2 separate regions of the Macaca mulatta genome follow, and region 1 is linked to region 2. Evidence: chromatin contacts called from public Hi-C data. All regions are on one chromosome and are shown on one strand. Each heading gives the region's core, a stretch centred on a gene start, on an enhancer-like site or on the middle of the called end of the contact. The rest is flanking DNA. Distances are from core to core; before and after follow the strand shown.

Region 1 (4,657 bases), core at 186-2,685, 1.4 Mb after region 2:
TAATCCAAATAAAATATATATTTGATTTTTGAAAATTTCATAACTTTAAAGAATTTAAAATGTACATAAGATGAGAGAGGTTTTAATACGCAGCTTAAAAATTTGGAGCCTGAAATTAACTTTGATTCCAGCATTTCTTGCTTCCTGGTTTCAAATAATTATGAAGTTTAAAAATACTCAAAATAGCTCAAAGTAATATTTTATGTTATAATCAGTTTGTTTTACCTTTTTTTTTTTTTTTTTTGAGATGGAGTCTCGCTCTGTCGCCCAGGCTGGAGTGCAGTGGCACGATCTCTGTGCACTGCAAGCTCTGCCTCCCGGGTTCAAGTCATTCTCCCGCCTCGGCCTCCCTAGTAGCTGGGACTACAGGCGCCCACCACCATGCCCAGTTAATTTTTTTTGTATTTTTAGTAGAGACAGGGTTTCACTGTGCTAGCCAGGATGGTCTTGATCTCCTGACCTCGTGCTCCACCCGCCTTGGCCTCCCAAAGTGCTGGGATTACAGGCTTGAGCCACCGCGCCCTGCTGGTTTGTTTTTACTTTGCCTGTGAATTACTGTACTAGTTACAAAAATGGAAGCTAATTGGAAAAAAGTAGAAAAATCTCTTAAAAAACTTTTTAGGGGTCATTTATTTTTTTTAAGAAGTAACATGTGTTTAATGCTGTCTTGGATACACTAAAAAGCACGTAAGACACATGTGGACTCACTTAATACAATTGTTTTCCATATAAATATTGATATTTCAACTCCCTGAAATATTATTTATCTTTTTCTTTTCTTATTAAGGTATAAAATTTCTTTGCCTATTTCTAGAATCAAATAAGTTGCTATGAGCAACTTGGGAGAAACACAATAAGATTCTTTAAAATCTTTTTTTTTTTCTGTTTCTTTTTTTAAGTGTCCTGTTGGCCTGACTCATTGTGTTCTCACATCCCTTTGAAACCATATGGGGAAGTAATAAAGTGTGTCTCTTCTTCCAAAGATATGCACTGTTTATTAACTGACTAAGGAAAATACTATGAGCTCATTACTATTTGTCATACATGGTCATTCAAGCACACTGAGCAACAGACAAGACCAGGAAACACCCGTGTAAAAGGACAATGGATAATGGGCAGTTTAACAGTTTAATTTTTTATGAGAAAAAAAAGAAGTTGAATATGACCTTAGACAAAATACAAAACACAGCAACAGTAACACTGCTGGCCATTTCTATTCAAGGACAAACTCTGTTCTCTGCAGAGACTAGGAGGCAGGTACAGGATTCTGCCTGCAAATAACTTTCCTTCTTTAGCACTGAATTGTGCACATCGTAGCACCACTTATTGTCAAAAGAATTAAAAGCCTTCAGCAGCAGACATTATTACTGTCTTTCAAAGATCTCCTTCCTGGGAATTCCAGCACATGTAAACATATGCTTAAGGATTTAGCTCCATCTACAGGAAGCAGGAAATAAAACAAATTCTTTGTAAATACAAAGTCCTCTCTGCATACATCCATTTAGATAAGATTGTTTTTGCTTCTTCCAAACGATGCTTTTGGCTGAGAAAGTTCCAGCGAAGAAAGGAGAGCAGATACAGTCGGAAATGGGCATGTGATTCATCCATTCCTGGGGCTTTGAATCAGAAGAAAATCTGATTCTTCTTCATTAAATAAATTTCTATAAAAAGCAGCCATTTATAAAACATGACTTAGGAAACATATTGCCACGGAGGAAGCCTCTCCCAAGATTTTGGAGGGATTTATCAAACAAGAGTCCCTGAATGTTAAAGTTTCAGGTAATTCTGTCTCTGGATGTGGGGTTCATTCCCCTTCTTCCCCATAAACTTCCCAGCCTCTGAGAATATGTGCCACCCCCCATAAGTGTGCCTGCTGAGCCAGATCCCAGGACAAAGGGTGTCAAGGAGGGTTGGCGGAGATGGCTTGGGAAAACCTACCAATATCCTTTCTCAAAACAATGGCAGACATCTGGGTCCTGCCTTCTTTCCTGTTCCACATTAATTGACAATAAACATAGCTATTTACTTAAGAAGAAAGCAGAAACTCAAAAAATGGTTTGGTCACCAAAAAACACAAATGAAATAGTCCATTTTCTCCAAAGTCATATTTATCTGCTCTTAAATAACCTTCTAAAGAAGAGCGAATCATTAGTTGGACGTGGTAGTCAAGCCACGTCCTTCCATAGAGTTTTCTTCAGAGTATTGAGTGGAGATCATGCTTCTACAAGTAGCATGGCCTCCACATTCCTGAAAGCCTATGCCTCATGTTTCTTCATTGAATAATTCAAATCTAAAATTAGGGGTAAAATGCTCTATTGTACAAAGATACTGCCTTGTTTATATATCCAATTTCCATTTCTAAATAAATGTACAGTAGCTCCAAATGAAGAAACTGTATTTGGGTTAATCCTTTGTACCAAGAATAATGACTAGGCTCCAACCTGAATCCTGCATGAGTTTATACTGAAACTTCACCATATGTGTGAATCTATACTCACCAGATCATTTTATTCCAGAGTAAGGAGAAGATCTGCCACAAAGAGAAACACCCAACTCTACCCCAGGGATGCTACAATTCTCAAATTCCATAAATTAGATGTTTTTCAGCCTCAAGCCTTGCAATTCTCCTTCAGGTTTCTATTACTTTTGCATGAACGATAAACTCATAAAATGCAAGGTTCTGCTCTATTAAATAATGCATTATGGATGTCATATTATTTTGTAAAAGCTTCATAACATTTCTAAGCAAATAAATTATAGGAACTCTGGGTAAATGTAGTAGATTAGACACATGCTCGCCTATGTCTGCTCCTTCCGCAAATCCTGCTGAAATGATAGAGAAGAAGTATAAATTCACAGACAGGTGACTGAAAGGAGAGGCTGCAGTGGACGAGAGACATTAACAAATATTTGGACGGGGACGGCGGAAACTGACTTAGCAGAACAAAGGAAGCTGAATCTCAAGAGGATTTTTCACTAAAGAATGGGGAAAGATAAAAAACGAGAGGTTCTGAGTTTTGCAAGTGCAGTGAACTGACGGGGTTCAAAACCAGGAGGGCCAATTGACAGCTGGAATAAATAGTGATCAGGCATCTGAGTTTTTAAATGTTTTCTAACTGATGTATAATAGATGTACACACTTTCAGGACACACGTGATAATTTAATGCATTCATGTAATCAATAAAGATAAAACCAGTGCAACTAGGATGTCTATCACCTTGAATATTTGTCTTTTCTTTATGCTAGAAATATTGAAATTATTCTTTTTTAGATATTTTGAAATATACGATAATTATTGTAGACTATAGTCACCCTACTAATCTATCAGTCTTATTTATTTTATCAAACTGTATATTTGCAACCATTAATCTGAGACTAGTAACCATACCTCCCCAATACAGAAAGAAATTGATTCAGAGAGACTTCACACTGGGACATGTGAGGCACAGTAGTGGGTGATGCTTAGGCATTAAAACAAGGAGAATTTGGTTAAACTTTATAAACTTCACTGCAGAAAATGGAAGCAGAAGGAATACTTCCCAGTACATTTGATGAGGCCAGAATTACCTTAACACCAAAGCCAGATTAAAAACATTACAAAATAATAAACTAGACTCCAACATGTCTTATAATTATAGCTCAACAGAATATTAGTAAGTCAAAGCCAACAATGTATTTTTTAAAATACTCTACAACCAAGTGGGATCACTTCATACCTGAAGTAAAGGATACAAAAGAATGACTCAGCATTCAAAAATCAATCAATGTCATCCATCATGACAACAAACTAAGAAGAAAAATCATATGCTCATATCAATAGATGCAGAAAAAGCATCTGACGAACCTCAAAACCATTCAAAATAAAAATTCTCAGCAAACTAGGAATAGAGGGGAACCTTTCAACTTGATAAAAAGACATCTACCAAAAACCTACAGCTAATATCATACCTAATGGTGAGACACTTAATGATTTTCCCTTAAGATTAGAAACGACAAGGATGTACTCCCATACAATTCCACTTGACATTGTGCCCGAAATGCTAACTAGCACAAAAAGACAAAAGAGGGTAATTGAAAATATACAAATGGGAAAGGAAGACATAAAACTGTCACACGAATGACTGTGTAGATTTCAAAAAATATATATATATATAAAAGTAACAAATGAGTATATCACAGTCACAGGGAACAATATTAACATATATAATTATTGTATACTAGGAGTAAACAATTGGAATGTAAAATATAAAAAAGAATACAATTTACTATAGCACCAAAAGAAGGAACTCTTTTGTTAGAACAAATCTAACAAAATATGTAAGTATCTGCATGTGGAAAACTACAACATTGATGAAAGAAATCAAATGAGATTTAAATAAATGAAGAAATATTTCATGTTCAAAACCCAGCAAGCTATTTTTTAGATATCACCAGCCTGATTCAAAAGTATGAAGAAATGCAAAAGATCTAGAATTGTCCTCTAATGAAGAAGAATGAAGTTAGAAGATTCACATCATCCAATTTCAAGACTTGCTATAAAGTTTATAGTAATCAAGAAAGCATGGTTTCAAAACTGGAATAAACACATTGATCAATGAACAGAATATGAAGCCAAGTAATAGATCCGAACATATTCATTTATTTTTTTATATTGGT
Region 2 (5,185 bases), core at 725-3,224:
TGCAAATTCCACACCCATGCGGCGGGGCAGGACATCTGCCGGGCAGCTGGGGAATATCCTTCCCAGGGGTCGCGGGAGGCGCTGTTGTTCAGGAAAACAAGTTGTGTGTTTGTGAATGAGCGCACTTTGTGGTTCGTGTATTCAGGCAGGACAAACTACACCACGGGGTTGGGCAGGGCTGTGTGTGCTGGAAGTGTATGCTTCTTTGTTTTGTCAGCTTCCCGAGAGATCAGGGAGAGCACAGATATATCCCTTTTTCAGTTCAGAGGAAAACACCCAACGACAACCTCAACAAACACAACAACAACAGCGAGGACGAAGAGTGAGCCAGAAATTCCATCTGCATGAAGTGTGCTGGGAAAAGCCTGGCGAGAAATCCTGGTTGGTGAAAAACAGATTCGGTGCTTATTGTTTTGCTCTGTGAGTAAGTCACCAAAGAAATGTGGGCATGTGCCGTTGGAAAGAAAATAGACTTCCACAAAATGTATGAATCACTTTTGTTAATTGTCAAAGAAAATATGTATTAAGTGATTACTTAGCCCCCTGGAATTAAAACAAAATGAAAACAAACAAGCATCCTATGTCTCTCAATACTTTTAAAACTGAAGATGGCAAAATAATGCAAACCAAAGCCACCAGTGCATCTTGGCATGGTCAGCTGAGGAGGGCAAGTTTTCTGAAACCTTAAAAAGTATCTTGGTGTCATGAGCCTTAGAATTATTTGAAAGGCAGCCAACTCCCCTCTATCTTTCATTAAGCCTCAGAAAGGAATCCAGGGAGCTGGGGTTTGTGGAAGTTAGAATTTAACTGATGAGCCAGAGCTGCTTCTCCCCCGTGATAGGTCACCGTGAATCAGAGTATTTTGTGGTTGGCCTATTCAAACAGGCAAGCACTTGGTGGTTTGTCTTTTGTTTAATTTGTTACCAGATCCCACAAGATATTTTTCAACAGAATTTCAGAAAGCATCTTGGGAAATCCACAAAAATGGCCTGAGTCATCTAACCAGAAACAGTCCACACCACATCTGACTCTGAATGCCTGGCTTTTCTTTCTTTGGGGAGAAAGTTCTCAGCCTCAGTTGGATGAAAGGGCAGGGAAGTAGAGATTGATGTGGGGTTTACAGGGACATAAAGAGAAATTACGAGCCCAGACTCTGAAAATTTTTAAGGTATCAGGAAAGTGCTCATGATAGAAACTGACAGTTGCTTTGGTGCCTGGGATGGTTATTAAGGATCAAAAGAACGTGGAGATGCTGTTATGGAAAAGTGACTGTGTTATGAATCTGTTGCTAAAAATGATGATTTCAAGGAGGAGAACGACATTCCATCCACCTATGACATGCATTTCACATTCGGTCAAGGGTTAGGCCAAGAATTTTTTTTCTTTCTTTCTTTCTTTTTCTCTTTGTCTCTTTTTCTTTCTTTCTTTCCTTCTTTCTTTCTTCTTTCTTCTTTCTGTCTTTCTGTCTTTCTCTTTCTTTCTTCTCTCTCTCTTTCTCTTTCTTCTCTCTCTCTTTCTCTTTCTTTCTCTTTCTTCTCTTTCTTTCCCTCCCTTCCTTCCTTCCTTCCTTCCTTCCTTCCTTCCTTCCTTCCTTCCTTCCTTCCTTCCTTCCTTCCTTCCTTCTTTCTTCTCTCTCTCCCTCTGTCTCTCTTTCTTCTGCACAGCACTTTCAGCTGTAAACCCACAAAGCAGGTTAGGTTTCCTCTGGCCTGTGACCTAATCTTTAGTATTAGAGGAAGCACTGATTTGTTTGCTCCGACGTAAGCCCAAAGGGAATTTGGCTTCTTGATTTATAACAGGATTGGGTTTCAGGCTTCTAACAGTTAAAACCGGTCTTCAGCAGAGACTCAAGCAGAGGGAATGAAAGTTACACAGTGCGTGGATTAGTCCTTTGGTGTTTTTGACACAGTTTCTTTTCATAGGAGAATCTTATTTCAAATAGGGAGGCGTTTCCCCTTTTTAGAAAATGCTTGTGAAATGCATGACTCATTACGCCCTTGCAAACAGCCAAAAAAGTTCTGCAGACTCTAGGACAGGACTAAACCGCAGCGAAGTCTAATATTTCAGAGTCTTGCTGAAACAGCTGTTCCCATTCGGGTCTGAGAGCGGGTGGGAGTAGAGATGGTGTGTGTGGGGGGGCGCCCACTTCAGTTCCCCAAAGCATCAGCTGCTCCCTGTCTTGAACAGAATCAGCTCCAACAGGGAGAGGCTTGGACATGCCCGCCACTGACGCTGCCAGGCCTCGAACTCTACTGAGAGTTGGATTTTTCCCAGTGTGTGCTATCTCACTCTTATTTGAGGAATTTGAGTTAGAGCAAAATGTGGCCAGAGAAGGAGAAGGAACACCAACACCTCAATTATTGAGGGAAAAGATGTGCAGGTTTTCTGTAGCAGTGAACCTGAAGGAGACACTGCTTTGTGTCTGGCTCCCAGAGGAAAAGCCCAAGTTGATCTTTCCTGTGAAACAGCTGAAGGTACCACCTTGAAAACTGGACATTTTCCCAAGCGTAGGCCAAGTTTCAGCTTGAATGCAGTCATCCTCGGTATCCCTGGGGAACTGACTCCAGCACACCCTCCCCACAACATCAGTGACTACCGAAATCTACAAAATGGTGTAGTGTTTGCCTATAACCGACATACATCCTCCCATTTGCTTTAAATCATCTCTAGAATCCTTATGGATATCTAATACAATATAAATGCCATTGAAATAGTTGTTGTGCTGTGTTTTTTGTTTGTATTATTGTTATTGTCTTTTTTTCTTTTTTTGAGATGCAGTCTCACTCTGTCACCCAGGCTGGAGTGCAGCGGTGCTATCTCAGCTTACTACAGCTTCTGCCTCCTGTGTTCAAGCAATTCTTGAGCCTCAGCCTCCCAAGTAGCTGGGACTACAGGCATGCACAACCATGCCAGGTTAATTTTTGTACTTTTAGTAGAGACAGGGTTTTACCATATTGGCCAGGCTGGTGTCAAACTCCTGACGTCAAGTGATCCACCTCCCTTTGCATCCCAAAGTGCTGGGATTACAGATGTGAGTCATCGCCCCAGGCCATGTTATTTTGTATTGTTTGTTCCATCTGCGGTTGGTTGAATCCGCTGATGTGGGACTCCGGTATATCGGCAGTGGGCTGTGTGTTGCTGGCCCCGTGTTAATAGGTACCTGTGTTTTCCTATTTGCTGTTATGTCAACAAAGACACGAGAACAATCCCTTCTAAGGGTGACTGCTTTTAGCTTCAAAATCAAGAACACTAAAACTCCAGCATCCATAGGAATGTATCACACGGGCTTAACCATATCATCTTCCTGAGAAATTGATGAAGGCCGGGTGTGCTACGTGTCACTGAACTTTATCCGGGGAGAGAGAACCGGATGACTATTGCCAGGTGGTGTTGGAAAGCAACAGTAGCCATCGCCATACCCAGGACAGGGTCCCAACCACATGTGGGGAGTTTTCCCTGGATGAGCTCATGCCTCCTGGGAGCAAAGGGCAAGAGAGAGAGGCCCCGTGCTCAGCCCCACAACAAGACTTCAGCATCTCAAGAGCAGCAGGCAGTGGAACCTAGCATTACTTTTATTTTCCCGGTACGAACTATGCACTGAGTTTCAAAAGGGAATTTTTGGCTAGGTGTGGTAGCTCCCTCTTGTAATCCCAGCACTTTGGGAGGCTGAGGTGGGTGGATCACCTGAGTTCAGGAGTTCCAGACGAGCCTGGCCAACATGGTGAAACCCAGTCTCTACTAAAAATACAAAAATTAGCTGGGCAGGGTGGCAAGCATCTGTAATCCAAGCTACTTGGGAATCTGAGGCAGAAGAATCACTTGAACCTGGGAGGCGGAGGTTGCAGTGAGCCGAGATCGCACCACCGCACTCTAGCCTGGGCAACACGCTTTGTCTCCAAAAAAAAAAAAGGTTGGGGGGGGGATTTTCTAATTTATTTTTTACTAAGAAACACCATAAAATATTTTCGGAGTTTCTGTGTGTGCGTGTGTGTGTGTGTGTGTGTGTGTGTGTGTGTGTAGTCAAAAACCACAGAATAATTGACACATGCCTTTTTGACAATCTCGTATCTTAGGACCGACTTCAAAACACCCTGACGCTGTCCTGAGAGGCCTGAGAGAAGCAGGGCCCCTCTATAGAAGCCCTTTCTTAACCCCCTGACGCTGTCCCGAGAGGCCTCCGACAGAGAGAAGCCGGGCCCCCTCTATAGAAACCCTTTCTTGGGAAGAGTCCAGATTTCTCCCAGCACTTCCTCCTCTATTCTCTCTGTTATTCATGCTACATCGGACGTCCCATGCTGCGACTTCCCCCTCTTCAAATGGATTTTCAACAAAGTCTCTCTTTGCTGATCAAAACTTTTTTGGTTACTTTCTTGGTCACTTTTTTTTGAATCCAAAAGTATCTCAGCGGCTAGGCTCCCCGCCGTCTCTTGAAACTGTAGTGAGGTGTGAGGAGGTCAGGAGCTGACCCCGGCCTGCATCTGCACAGACCATCCTTCTGTGGATATCAAAGCCGCCATGTCCCTCCCAAGAGACACAGCAACATTTTGTGCTACAGTAATTTACCGCATTTAACATCCATTTGTCATTGAAAAGTAGCATTTTTTTCTCATAGCCTTGGACCCACCACTCCTAGGAGAACAATTTTCTGCCTAAAGCTGTGGCTTATCTTTGATGTGGACAGAAGTCACTGGGCATCTCTGTTTGGGGCATTTCTTCTCTCCAACCTGCAAGTGTGAAATCCTGAGCTAAGGGCAGCGGGTCCCTCCAGAGAGGACACAGCAGTCATGACGAGACTAAATCGGTGTTTGGGTTTTCGAGGCCATCCATACACTTGGCCCAAGCAGATTTACTAACCCTTCACCGTCACTGAAAATCTTCAACAGCACATTTTTGCTGGGGACAGCGAGGGGGAAGGATGGTCTGAATAAGGAAATGGCATGTGTGCTCACTGTGCTTACGCTTGGTAGAACAAGAATGTCAAGAAAGGGAGGCCTGGCGAGTGAGAACAGGACCCATTGTGCTGGAATCCTGTTGGCGGCAAACAGAGAGTTTCAGTCTGTGGTGAATTCACACTGTTACTAGGCATGGAAAACAATGAGAGTTTTATGAGACTTGTTTATACATCTAGAAAATACATCTAGCTCCTTGAAGCAGAGTGTGGTGGCAAACGTCTGACATTCAGTTA

The links. A called contact is a pair of places that touch in the nucleus more often than the background predicts.
Region 1: a Hi-C map of fetal cortical plate shows a contact between it and region 2, with 2.5 times the contacts expected there. The contact joins two enhancer-like sites. A contact is called at or near these places in 2 of 14 Hi-C or Micro-C datasets (fetal cortical plate and fibroblasts).

What each region holds. Positions count from the first base shown.
Region 1 is chr9:6,374,521-6,379,177 of T2T-MMU8v2.0, forward strand. No RefSeq gene overlaps it. Among named protein-coding and RNA genes, the nearest start is that of AKR1E2, 54 kb to the right of the region's middle. Within about 2 kb of position 1,436, at least 8 of the 40 cell types and tissues checked have an H3K27ac peak or open chromatin away from gene starts, as enhancers often do.
Region 2 is chr9:5,018,192-5,023,376 of T2T-MMU8v2.0, forward strand. No RefSeq gene overlaps it. Among named protein-coding and RNA genes, the nearest start is that of PITRM1, 310 kb to the left of the region's middle. Within about 2 kb of position 1,975, at least 12 of the 40 cell types and tissues checked have an H3K27ac peak or open chromatin away from gene starts, as enhancers often do.